2 separate regions of the Gossypium arboreum genome follow, and region 2 is linked to region 1. A link is a contact called in public Hi-C data. All regions are on one chromosome and are shown on one strand. The core of a region is the stretch at or near the end of the contact, and the rest is flanking DNA. Distances in the headings are between cores, read along the strand shown.

The links. A called contact is a pair of places that touch in the nucleus more often than the background predicts.
Region 2: a contact with region 1 is called in a Hi-C map of leaf, with 4 times the contacts expected there. The contact joins the promoter of LOC108454416 here to the promoter of LOC108457077 in region 1. A contact is called at or near these places in 3 of 5 Hi-C or Micro-C datasets (all in leaf).

The regions. Positions count from the first base shown.
Region 1 is chr3:67,645,652-67,652,579 of ASM2569848v2, forward strand. LOC108457077 (phosphoethanolamine N-methyltransferase 1-like) reads right to left here and starts at 4,458. Exons shown (of 12, transcript XM_017755899.2): 1 at 4,112-4,458; 2 at 3,799-3,923; 3 at 3,360-3,497; 4 at 3,144-3,281; 5 at 2,815-2,958; 6 at 2,581-2,691; 7 at 2,346-2,487; 8 at 1,699-1,979; 9 at 1,357-1,518; 10 at 1,228-1,281; 11 at 1,058-1,132; 12 at 694-970. The coding sequence starts at 4,124. The coding sequence ends at 866.
Region 2 is chr3:67,894,716-67,901,181 of ASM2569848v2, forward strand. It overlaps LOC108454416, which reads left to right and starts at 4,785. Exons shown (of 7, transcript XM_053025735.1): 1 at 4,785-5,433; 2 at 5,625-5,882; 3 at 6,298-6,466. The coding sequence starts at 4,987.

The DNA of each region.
Region 1 (6,928 bases), core at 3,208-5,707:
TCAAAATTGTGGTTACCCAAAATTTAACCTAATTTTAATTTTTATTTAATATATAATTTAATTTAATTTTTATGATGTAAAAAAATATTTTATATTTAAAATAGTGAAAATGATTTAAAGTTTTAAAAATTTTTAAAAAATTTATGAAAAAGGCATTGATATTTTATTAAATAATATTCAAAAGTCATAAAATAAAACTTATTTTATCAAAAGTCTAAAAAATTTTTAAAAATAAATATGAAAAAATCGAAAACAGAATTGAAGCTAATGGAATTATAATGGAGGATTTAACAAATCTATAAAACTCCACCAAATCCATATCTCACCCTAATTCAAATAACATTGTAATTATCTAATTTTTAAATTGTTTTGAATAATCCATGATAATTTTATTTGATTATTGATTTTTTGTAATTCTTGATTTGGTGTTTAGAGTTTTTAACTTCATTTTAAGAAAATACACTTTATAACTTTTAAACATTATTTAATTCTTAAAAGTCCTTTTTATAAATATTTATTTTTCAAGTAGATAAATCTTTATACTGTACAGCGTTTTGTAAATTATTTTCACTATTTTATATATTTGTTTATACCTTTAAACTAAAATCACATATTCAGAAGTGAGATATGTTAGAAAGATATAATACCAAAACTTGGGTGACATCGGAACTATTTGGATTCAGACCATCCAAATTACTACTGGAAAAGGATAATTTATTCAAACCACAAACTTCATACTAATACCAAAATATCAAACTACAATAACAACTGATAATTGCAAGCAGGAAATAGTTTCTTGCACACATATGCCTAACTGCATTTATTTATTTACTTATTTAACATAAAGATGAGCAGGCAGCAGGATTTAATTCTTCTTCTTCTTGGCAAGGAAAAGGCCCCATCTCTGCTCCCCTGATGAGCTTCTTATCAGCTTTGCCTTCCATCCACCAACTATTTCATCATAGTCTTCCTGAATTTTCACCAAAACATTATTATGTACCATTACTAACATCCCAACTCGATAGGTTTAACAAGATGATGGAAAAGGAAACCTAACCTTAGAGAAGTCAGAGATGAATGCATCCTTCTCTTTCTCCACTTGGTTCAATTCACGCCGCAGAACTTGTAAGAACTAAAACCACCACCACAACAACATTCCATTAGCCTTTCATAACCATATTCAAAAACATGACTAACTAAAAATCAATTTGATAGTCTTATCTGAACCTGATCGGTTCGATCCTCTGCAAGAATCACATCAAAACCAGCATCCTCAAGCATCTGCAAACAATAACACAAGGCAGATCAACAAGTGTATGAAATGGAAACAGCAAATGATTATTAATTTGAATATACCTGTCCATATGATTTTACATCATGAAGATCATAGCCTCTCTGCTTGATATACTCAGCAAACTCCCTGGATGGAGTCTTGGAACTTTTGCAGTAATCACTTATGAGGAGTTTGCCTCCTGGCTTCAACCATTTGTAGAAAGATCTAAACAGTGCAGGTTTGTCCTGAAAGTCGATTTTTGATGCAAAAATATGAGAATAACAAAGTGGATCGAGAAAAGCCCAAATGATTTATGGTTTTTCAAATAGCAACTTCCATTCTTATTTTGATGCCTATGCTCAACTTCTAAATCTTTAAATCACTTTAAAAGGAAAACTTTCTTATTTGTTATCTAGTCCTCTTACATGAATGTGTAGAATAGTGTCACGGCTGTAGATAACATCAAAACTGTTGTCCGGATAAACCTTCTTGGTGCAATCAGCAACTTCAAATTCCACTGAGCATTTCAGTCCAGTAGCTCGTTCAAGAGCAAAGGATATCATGTTTACAGAGAGGTCGATGCCCACAACATGAACATCAAATTCCTCAGCCATATAAATGTCACCTCCACCAATGCCACAGCCAACATCTAGGACCTTTTGGCCAGGCTTAAGATCTAACTTCCCCACAAATTCTTTTGTTGTTTCTGCTCAAAAACAAGTTCATATAAGGGGGATGCTGATGCGATAGAACTAACTAAATAAGAGAAACTATGACAAAGGGTGAAGCCTAAGAGGAAGTTACAAATGCAGCGGATACCCTCTATAATCTCAGTAGTTTTGAGGTTCAGATATTACACTGGAAAAGATGAAATTTCTACTCCAAAACCATTTCTGCTACTTGGTATACAAATCCCGGTATGTGGTATTAAAATTTAATACAGTAAGTGAGAAAATTTTACTGTTTAACATGCATGTTTCATCTTTCCTTCCCTATTTCTGTACTTATGTGTAACAAATTCCTTTAATAAAAGATGTAGAACAAATAAAAACATTTCGTTGAAGAAGGATACCAATTCCTCCTGTGCTCACATATCCTGGTCCAAAGACACGCTCATAACGGAGAATGCTATTAGATTTGTACTGAACAGAATCCAAGAAGCGCTGGAATCCCTTATCATTATCTGAAACAACTTTTTGGAAGATCCAGCAAATCTGAATATGCAAACAATATGTTGCACCTTGTCAGTAAATTTAAAATTCAACAACAAAATATATATACTAATCAATGAGATCATTTTCTGTTGCCTGATTCTGATTCTTTTTGTTCTTAACATAAGCTCCAATGCACTTGCAGCCAACAAGAGAAAGTTCAAATGAATTTCCAGAATCATCAGTTGCTTGGCATTCTTTAAAGACCTGTGTTATAATACATGAAAAACGTATGTTTGAATATGAAAGAAAGATTAGATCACTTTGTTTCATACATATTTCAGTCCTCAGGTCACATGACATCTAATCAAAGATAAGTTCAAGTAAAACCTTAGTGTAAAATCTGGGCTCGCGATAGTGAGTTGGGTTGTTCTTTCTCTTGCAATCACCAGATTGATGAAAGCAAGACTCCCTGAAGAAAATATGCCCACCAACCTTCAACCACTTGAGCATCCTTTCGGCCAAATTCTCAACCTGCATTTAATAATACTTTCAGACAGATATACTCAAAAATATGCTTTATTAGAAATTTGAAAGCCAAAAATGGGGTAGCCGAATTCAGCAAGTAAAAAAAAATTGAAATCAATAGCTAATTTGCCCCTAAGAACTCTCTTTTTTTTTTTTTTCCATGTTATTGAAGAAGAAGCAACAAAAATCACCTCTTTATCTGAGAGATACATCAACAGCCAGTTTGAGAAAATCAAGTCCAATGATCCTTCTGTAAAAGCCAAATCAGGGGAAGTGACATCCGCACAGAGGAATTTGACGTTCTTATAATGCCCATTGATGGTTTCATTCTGCAATTAATGAAATCCAGTCAAGTCCCTTATTAATTAGCAAACTAAAAATTTTCTGTCAGGTTGAGTTTCAATGACCTTCTTTATAACATTCTCAATGAAGTCTAATGCTATAACATGACCAGCCTTCTTAGCTAAGTCACCAGTAAATCGACCAATGCCAGCTCCTAGTTCCAAAATGGTTTTCCCTTCATACGGTGGGAGTAAGGAGAGCACCTGCAAATATCAACAATGAAATTTAGGAATCTAAATAACAACTGAAGTTTAAAATTAAGTACAAAAGAACAGCAGCAACAATTAAAAGGCAATAATAAGCATAAATGCTCATTAAACTATGGTTTCATGATAACAACTGAAGATATTAATAGATAAACAATTTTTACTTAAATATGAAAGCCAAAAAGGAAATAAATTTAAAACTGTAAATATAGTTAAAAATGAACTTGTTAAATTAACTTAATGAAGAAAAAAATAAACAATGCAGAAAACAAAAAGGAAGGAAGAAAGGAAATATTACTTCGGGACGTTCTTCTTTGTCAATATCAGCGGCTTTGGAGTCGAGCATCATAGCCTCCACCGTAAGATCAACCGAGTGTTCAATCCAGTAATTCTTTTGAACTTTGCGTTCATCTCCTACAAATCCTATATATAATTTACAGAACAATCAAATTTTAAATTTTCTTCTTAAATATTAGTTAAAGGTCGATGAGAGATCCATGTGTGGGTTCGCAAATGTTGATTAAACAATGTCAATCCATTCCAATTGTCCTTTGGTTCTAAGTTGAAAAAAACAACGCAAGAAATGATCAATATGAAGGTGGAGATCTCACCGTTAGCCGCCATGGTTAACAGAGAAGATCTCTAGTGAGCTCTGAGAGGAATTGATTTTTTTTTAAGATATTTTTTTTATTTTTTAATGGGGAGTGAAAAGGGGAACTAAAATCCTTCGACAGCAAGCCGAGATCTGGAGAAAGACCTTGATCTACGGTTGTTAGTCCTTCCTCTCTGTTGCATCAGACACAGAGATGCAACCTAAGCCAAATTATTGATACTACTATTACTCTCACTCTCTCTCTCACACACAGCAATTGCCAATTTCTACTGCTTCTGGTGCGGGAAACTGAGAATGCTTCATCTCGCCTTTTATAGAGTAAGGGCTGGGGAAATGCTAGACCTGATTATAATTTGGGTCGGGTCGGATCAATGCATTATGTTAACAAATCTAAGGCCTGTTTAGGTAGACGACAAAACAAATCAAATCAAATCAATATCAGAAAATCGTAAAAATACTGATTTGTATAACCGAATCCAAATTTATTTACATTCAACTGTATTAATTTTGCTTAATATATATATATTACTAACACTGAATCCATTGCCACAAATGTAAACTGACTCAATCAATTTTTTCTTAAAAAACTTATTATCTCCATAGTGTTCAAAATTTTATTAATATCATTTTTTTGTTAAAAAAGCTTAAGCTCCTAATATCTCGTTTTAAGATTTAAATTTTATAGTTTTTTTAAGTGGTATAAATATTATAAAAATATATGTAAGATATTTTGTCAATCACAAAATAAAATTAAACTATTACTTTACAATCATATTAAGAATTGGCATAGTTAACAAATTAAATTAAACTCATGATAGTTGCACATAGTGGAACTTCGAGATTCATGCATATAATTGCAAATGATTAGTCTCAAACTAGAATAATCAAAGCTCAAGGGCTTCGCCTTTGCCAATTGAACCAAGACTTCATTAGCTAAAGCCTATAATTAGTTTAGAGATGGTATAAAAGAATTTATTATGCTTAAAAAGCTCATTTTACTTTTAATTTGGGTTAAAATGTGCTCTTAGTACTTAAATTTGTATAAAATTGAGATTTTAGTTTAAAAGTTAAAATTTTAATTTTTTTATTTTCAATTTAAAAATTCTAATCTAATTATTATTGTTGTTGGTAGTTTCATCAAAATTTTTAATTTAACATGTTTATTTTTTCAATCATATGATACATTACATGAATACAATGTGATTAAAATTTTATTTTTCTAACTCAATCAAATTCTCTCAAATACCAAATAAATTTTAACTCCACAAATGGTCAAAGTGTGACGACAAATCAAGCAGTAAAATAGCTTAATAGTGTCATCTGTCCAAAATTTCATTCGATAAGGGTAGAGTTTGGATGAAAATATTAGTTTCAAACTATGTGTTTAAACAATATATATATACACAAACACGTTTGAATAACTTTAATTTTGCATAGTTTTACACCCGTATTGATGAATCTCTTTCTAAATTTTCATATATTTATGTACTACATGAAATTAATTTATAATAATATATGACGATATTGTACTGTAAATATTAAAAAATATATGTTAAGCTTTTATATTTAATATTTTTGATAAAAATTATATTAAATATTAAATATTAAATATTAAATTAAAATATTATATTTTTATAAAAATTAAAATATATAAATATATTTAAAACGAATTTGTATTAATTATTTACAAATTTATGCTATTTAAACAAAATTTTAAGCTTATAAATTAGACCAACATAAATATACCTATATAAATAAAGTTTGTTTTAAATAAATAAAAGAGATTGTATTTTTAATAAATTGTTGTGTTATAAATTTAAATTAAAAACATAGAAAAAGATTTATTTCTCTTAGTAATATTAAAATAGGGGATAATCAATTAAAAAGAATTATTGTGCTGAATGCTGAGTCTACTTTAAATATGCACCACAATTTTTATTTTGAGTTTAAATTTTAAATATAATCCTCTCAAATATCACATGAATTCCAATTTCCAAGTGAACAAATGGTTAAGCTTTGGGACAGGTGTTGCGAATGAAAATAACATGAAATAGACCCCACGTCCAACCTCTATATATTTATCAAAAGTTTCTTTTAAATGGGTTCGAATTTCCGCGTGAATGTGTTATTAATCCTTGGAAACTTGTTTGCCAGTAAGGTTTATTTTTGAAATGAAATTTGGAACACACACACCAATTTTCTGGTTTAAAGAAACAAATGATTGCTTTCCATACATGGCAACCTATTGTCTCCTCAATTGTTCAATAATTGACTGGGTAACTTTTAATTGGGTTTTTTTTTATGATATAAAATTTTAATATATTTATGAAAAATTTATTTATTTTTGTGATTTTCTTTAATTTTTACTGGACCTAGTTCTTCGAATCAATTACAATTTATAGTTTATGGAGCTCAATCATCATATTTGATAACACCTTAAGGATTCTAGTTTATATGTTGCATCTATGATGGCAAAATTGAATGTCATTCTGGATTTGGTTGCCACCTTGAGGGAAATATAGATGGCAGAAACTTTTACATTTCATTTTCCTTACGAGGAAGTGGCCATTGCGCTCAAAGATATCGTTTTAATAACTGACATTCTATTTGACAAGGTTGATGATTCATGCTTACACCATGTGGAGTTATGCCTTGTACTTTTTGGCTTTTCCTCTCCCAATTAAACTATGTGTTTAGTTTTTCACTTAAACTCCAATTAGTGTAGTTTTTTTTTTAATATTAGTTTTCCTTTTAAACTCTTATTAGTGTAGGTTATTTTAATATTATTTGACCTATAAATTTAGCCTATAACTAG
Region 2 (6,466 bases), core at 3,535-6,034, 250 kb after region 1:
GTAGTACTAAGTACAGGCTACTACATGTATCAGATGGTTAGGTCACGTGTGTAGTACTAAGTGCAGGCTACTACGTGTACCGGATTGTTGGTTGTATGTGTAGTACTAAGTGCAGGCTACTATGCGTACCACATAGCTTCAATTACAAGGGTGGTAATATGTGCAGGCAACCGTGTATCTGTTATTATTCCGATGAGTTCAACGGGAAATTGACTAAGTGAAAATACATGTGAACATGACTATATGATTAATAAGTGCAGGTATATGTTTGTGGAAATTTATGAGCAATGTGCTCGATAGTTGAGCGAACTTTCGGCAAGATGGAATGGAGTAAGTGAAATTATGTAAGAGTGAAATTTGTAATAAAACAGTTTTGAACAGTAGCAGTTGTGTAACTTTGAAAAATCACCAAAAATCGTGGAAATCGAATTAGAGGTGAATAAGATATAAAATTAAATCTTATTAAGTCTATTTTCATATAAAGGAAATAGTGTAAGCAAAATAATTTCATATTATGATATATTTGAAATTTTGTCAGACAAGGTTAGAATGATTTCAAAATCCCCTATTTTGACTTGGAAAAATCATTAAAAATTGTACAAATATAATTATGGGTTATAATTTATATTCTTAAAATCTTTAATGAGTCTATTTTTGAAAAAAAACAAACGAGAACATTATCCAAATCTTTTACGAAGAGATAATTAATTTTAGTGCAGAGGGGTCGGAACTATTGGACAGCGAAACATGGGTGACTTTAAAGAATAAAATGTATTTATTGGCTAGACCAAAAATTCTTAGAATTGGCGGATCTTAATTTGGAGTTCCGTAGCTCCGGATATAAATAATTTAGTGACTGTGACTCAAGAAAACAGCTTGACCTGAACATGTGTATATATACTATTATGATTGTTTTATATTGAGAAATATGTTGATAAATCGTTTATTATTTACATACTTACTTACTAAGCTTTATGTTTACTCTCTTTTCTTTTCTTTGTCTTATAGTATCACCAAGCTAGCTCGGGATTCAGAGATCGTCGGAGATCCATCCACACTATCAATACTTTTTGGTATTTTGAAAACAATATTTTGGATTATGGCATGTATAGATGACTTGGTTATTTTGTTTTATGTCATAATTAATTTGGCCTAAAATGTTGGCCTTCAATATTTGATAGCTCATTTTGTATATGACCATTGGTATTAATTAGTATCGTTCAAAAGGTATGATGATGCATGAATAAGTATGAAAATTGAATTGTTTTAACTTGGATAAAAAAATCTATGTCATGGTTTCGTACGATTGCATGTGTTATGTTCCAGTAATGTCTCGTACCCTGTTCCAACATAGAACACGGGTAAGGGGCGTTACAGACTGTATCTATTTATCAAATAATTGTAAAATTATTAATTTAAAAGTTGGTGAAGAAAACAAAACCATTTACGGTGATAGATGTTAAAATTAAATTAATTAACTAGATTGCAAATTAACCTAAATGCAAATGAGATGAAATAAAATGTAAGGTGATGGTTTAGCAGCAATTTCACAAGTTTAACAACAATAACATGAATAAGCTAGAATAATTACAACACTTGACTCAATTCATTCTCATCATGTTTAACAATGTTCCGAAAAAAATTCCATTACAACCCAATCATTCATTAACTTGGAATCTAATATAAGTTCTTTTGAAGTCTTATACTTAGAAAAACATGTATATTAACTAAGGATTCCTTAGAATTTATGTGAAGTAATAAGGACAGATAAAGTTTGAAACAATTTAAAGTTATGCAAGGTAATAGAGCTCTCCCAGAGTTATTACGAACCTTTAATTTAATCGGATCAAGATCTAAATTAATCATACACCTTCCAATTATCGTGTCCATTAATTGCCATCTGGTCAGGATTGATCAACTAATTCTAATGCATCCAAACTTTTTTTAATGCATGAAATACATAAATGATTTTAATTAGAAGCATGAACAATTGAGGCACAAAACATCATAAACATGAATCGAATGAATGTTATCAAACTATTGCAATCATTCCAGCTAAAACAAAATTAAGACATCGTCGTTAATGGAAAAAAATTAAACAATTTGCAAACATATTTGAATAACCAAGAACAAAAATAAAGAATAAGGAAGAAAGTACTCTTGATGATTTTGGTGATTCTCCGAAGACTGATCGTGGTCGCTTTCTCCAATTCTCGTGATTGTTCCTTTGCAAACTGCTCCTTAAGGTGGCCAGTCAAAAGAGTTTTTCTCAAGGAAAATGCTAGTTAAAGGGAAGTGGGGAAATGAATGGCTTATGCATGGAAGAGAGGGAAAAACATAAAAGAAAGATGAGAGTTAAGGGATCTGTAGGATGATTGAAATGGGAGATGGGAGATGGTATTTATAATAGAGGAATGGCTTGGAAGTTTGCTAAAAATAACATGGAGATCCTTTGGTTTGATCCCTTACTTGGTCGGCCATGAAAAATGGGATGGGAGGTTGTTGGTTACTTGATTTGGTGACTGATTCTCCCTTGATTCATGGCATGAATTGGACAACAATCAAGCTTTAAGTTGGGGGTTGATTTGTGATTTTTTTTCACTGATGTAGGGGCCTTCAATTTAATTAATCCGAAGCTAATTTTGGCAGCTCTTGGTGTCCTGCCGAATTTGGGCTTCTCTTCCCCCTTGTTGGGAAGTTTTAGTAACCCAATTACGAAACAATTTAATTCTCTTTAGCAACCATCTTCAAGTTAGGTCAAAGCAATATTTCTGAGCCTAATTCATCATCTAACTGTCCAAATGAGGTGAATTTTATCTCACATGTATGTATGTTTTTATTGAATCCCACATTAACTAATTCAGTAATCTAATTGCAACAAACTAAGTAATTAACATGAAGCATAAAATAGCAAAATTATGTAAAATTAATACTAAATTTCATAAAATTACACAATTTACTAAAATTATTCCCAATGTTTGAATATGAACTAAAATCACTCAATTAGTTGTCCATTTACTCGAAATTTGCATAAATTACAAATAAAAAGGTGCTTGAAAAACCTATTTATTTTAGACGTATCAGTACTCAGTAAGTTACATTGCAACCACGAATTTGCAACATTACGACTACACATTCTCCATGTCATGACTTCATTACTCAGTAAGTTACATTGCAACGTCATAAATACCTCGTCGCCACACTATTACAACCTTACACTATTTTAAGTTGTTTTGACCTTCTGAGGGCCGTTTTGAGTTTTGATCAACTACGAATCAATTCTAAATAATTTTAAATTATTTTTAAAAATTTCAATTTGTCTAAAACATATTTTAAATGTCTTATACAATTATTTTAAACACTTCACTCCTAAATAAAAATAAAAATTTCTTTTTCATACATGCTTCGATGACATCTCTCATACGTACTGATCGTCGAGACAGGTGAAAGGTGTTACAAATTCCACCACCATTAAATGAACACTCACTTTCTTCTTCCAACATGCTATGATGATCAGTGAGTCCAAATAAATCATACAACGTCTGTCTTACTTCGTTGTCAACGTCCGAACAACTCCTTTGAAAAATTGATTCAACACAATCATATGTTTGATTTTCCATTGCACTAGTTTTCACTCTTCTTTTTTTCCCTACTATCACTCGTTAAAATGAAATATAAAGATTACAAATTGATAAACACTACTAAAGAATTTTTCTTAAAGAAAGAAAGACATCGTTCTTATGTTTCTAACAGGAAACAAGTCATTTTCATCCGCCTTTTTTGCACAGATAATAATGCATTATGGAAAATGTAATAAAACATTAATTTCAGTCTCCACAACCATCGTTGTGATAAACAATCATTAATAACATGTTTGGGAAGGAAGCTTGTTAAAGTTGTGACCCAAATTCTTATTAAAGAAATAATATAAAGGTAAAACTAGATGATTTGTTGTACGGATCAAGTTGCACAAGTAGAATCCATATAAAATTACTTTCTTCCATTTGATATTGATTACATAAGTAGAACCAATGTAGAACTACTCTTTTTATATTTGACATTGATTAGAATAAGGTTTTTTAACCTTTAAATAGATATAGTTGAAAATTCCTCTTATATCATTCGATTTTCAATTTTAATAAATTTTCTTTTTCTCTACCCGTGGTTTTTCTCGAAAAAATTTTCACGTAAAATTTATGCATTTTAATTTCTTTTCTTATTGCTTTGCAATATTTTTATCTTGAATTTTAAAAAAATGAACCTTTACATGGTGAAGTAAATGGAGAGAAATACGTGCATTCACATATCCCCAAAATCACTTGAAGGGTAAAAGTATCATTTTGTCGAGTCTAAACATGAAAGAGCTCTCGTTAAAAAAATAATTTTGATTCAAAATAATTTTTTAATAATATTTAACATTCGAAACTGAATTTTAAAATTGAAAAATAGAGAAATTAATTTCTCATTTATCGAAAACTACAGAGATTAGTATATTTTCCTCTTTAATAAAACCCTATTTAGGCAAAAACAAGGATAGAGATGGGGGCGGCAAATGGCAAATGCAAATCATGCAAGGTCTATTGTGCTTGTCAAGGAGGCAACTGCAAGTAAGAGCAAACAAACATCTGGGGTGGACCCCGCATTTGTTTGGATTTTGGAGGAAGCCGACAATGCAATCACGTTGTTTGGAATTGGACTCCCCATGTTGTGTGCATGTGCGCCAGGTGTCTCTATTTCCCTACGCACCATATTTCACTTCCCAATTATTTGACCTTTTTCCCCCGAACCAACCAAAGCCAGAACATAATGAACCACCTCATCATTCTCAAGGTAGGCTACAACCGTCCTTTTCTATTTCCTGCTATTCCCCTTATCATTTAGTGATTCATTTCTTCCTTTCAAACCTTCCTTCATTCGCATTCTTCAAACTCTTTGTTCACTTATGAACTTTGGAATATGACGGTGTGGGTGATTTTCTAAAACTTGATGCCAATGGCGATCGTCACAAGGGGTCGCTACCTTGAGAAGCTGTTCAAATTCGTTGACAACCAAGCGGGGCCTTTGATTGATGGAACTAAGGTTCTGAAGCTCAACACGGCGGGGCTCCATTACGTGCAGTCTCGGCTCCAAGCGTTGCAGGAGCTCGACAGACTTCTAGTGGGAGCTCCAGTTGACTATCTACGTGCCTACGTCTCGGACCTTGGGGACCACCGTGCGCTCGAGCAGCTTCGGCGGATACTACGCCTCCTAACCACTCTTAAGGTGGTATCTGCCTTGCTCCCTCCTGTGCGTGATCCCACGCCGCTCTCGTTGCTCCCGTTTGGAAGACTGAAGGTTCTGGAACTCAGAGGGTGTGATTTGTCGACCTCAGCAGCCAAGGGATTGCTTGAGTTGAGACATACTTTGGAGAAAATTATTTGTCATAATTCAACCGTGAGTGGTTTGCATTATTTTCGAAGAAGAGGAAGAATTAATGACATTCATTCAGTTTTTGTGATTATAAATCATAAGATCTCCCTCCCCTATTTTCTAATTCCTAACTAAGGACCATTTAAAGTTATTAATTATATATGGGTACTTTACACAAATTTTTTTCTACTGATCAATATTTTTGACATATGTAGGATGCTTTGCGACATGTGTTTGCCAGCAGAATTGCTGAGGTAAAGGGCTGTCCACAGTGGAACCGCTTGTCCTTTGTATCGTGTGCATGCAATCGCCTGCTACTAATGGACGAGTCGTTGCAACTTCTTCCCTCTGTTGAAACCCTTGATTTGAGTCAAAACAATTTTGCCAAAGTGGATAATCTTCAAAAATGTGCCAGGTTGAAGCACTTGGACCTTGGATTCAATCAACTGCGATCCATCTCATCATTTAGTGAGGTAGGAATAACTCCGATTTTTACTTGACATTTGATTTTGATTTGATGCTGAAAGATTTATCAAATGGGGCTTATAGCGGGTATCATCTTCTCTAGCATGTATTTTTCTGCATACTACAATTGTTATTGCTTCCCGTTATTGCTTCCCTATCCTGTTTGCTTGTAATTGTGCAATTGTCCGTATTTAAACATTCATTTTCGTCAGAGTTTCGTGTTTGTTGTTACTTTCATGCGCATTACTTGAGTGCTTTGATTTTGCCTTTCCTTGTTATTTCCCATTACACTTCTCTGTTTAAATTACTTATAGACATTCATTTGAATATTTTTTTCCTAGGTAAAAACTCCTCCTAATAATTTCTTAGTTTGCATGCTGTTTGATATAGGGAGCTATGCACCATTGTTTTTGAAAAATGCAGGTCTGCTGTCATGTTGTTAAACTAGTTTTGAGGAATAATGCTCTAAATACATTGCGTGGGATTGAGAATTTGAAGTCACTTGAAGGGCTTGATGTCTCCTACAATATTATTTCCAATTTTTCAGAGTTGGAGTTCCTTGTGGGCCTCTCATTTCTACAAAGCTTGTGGC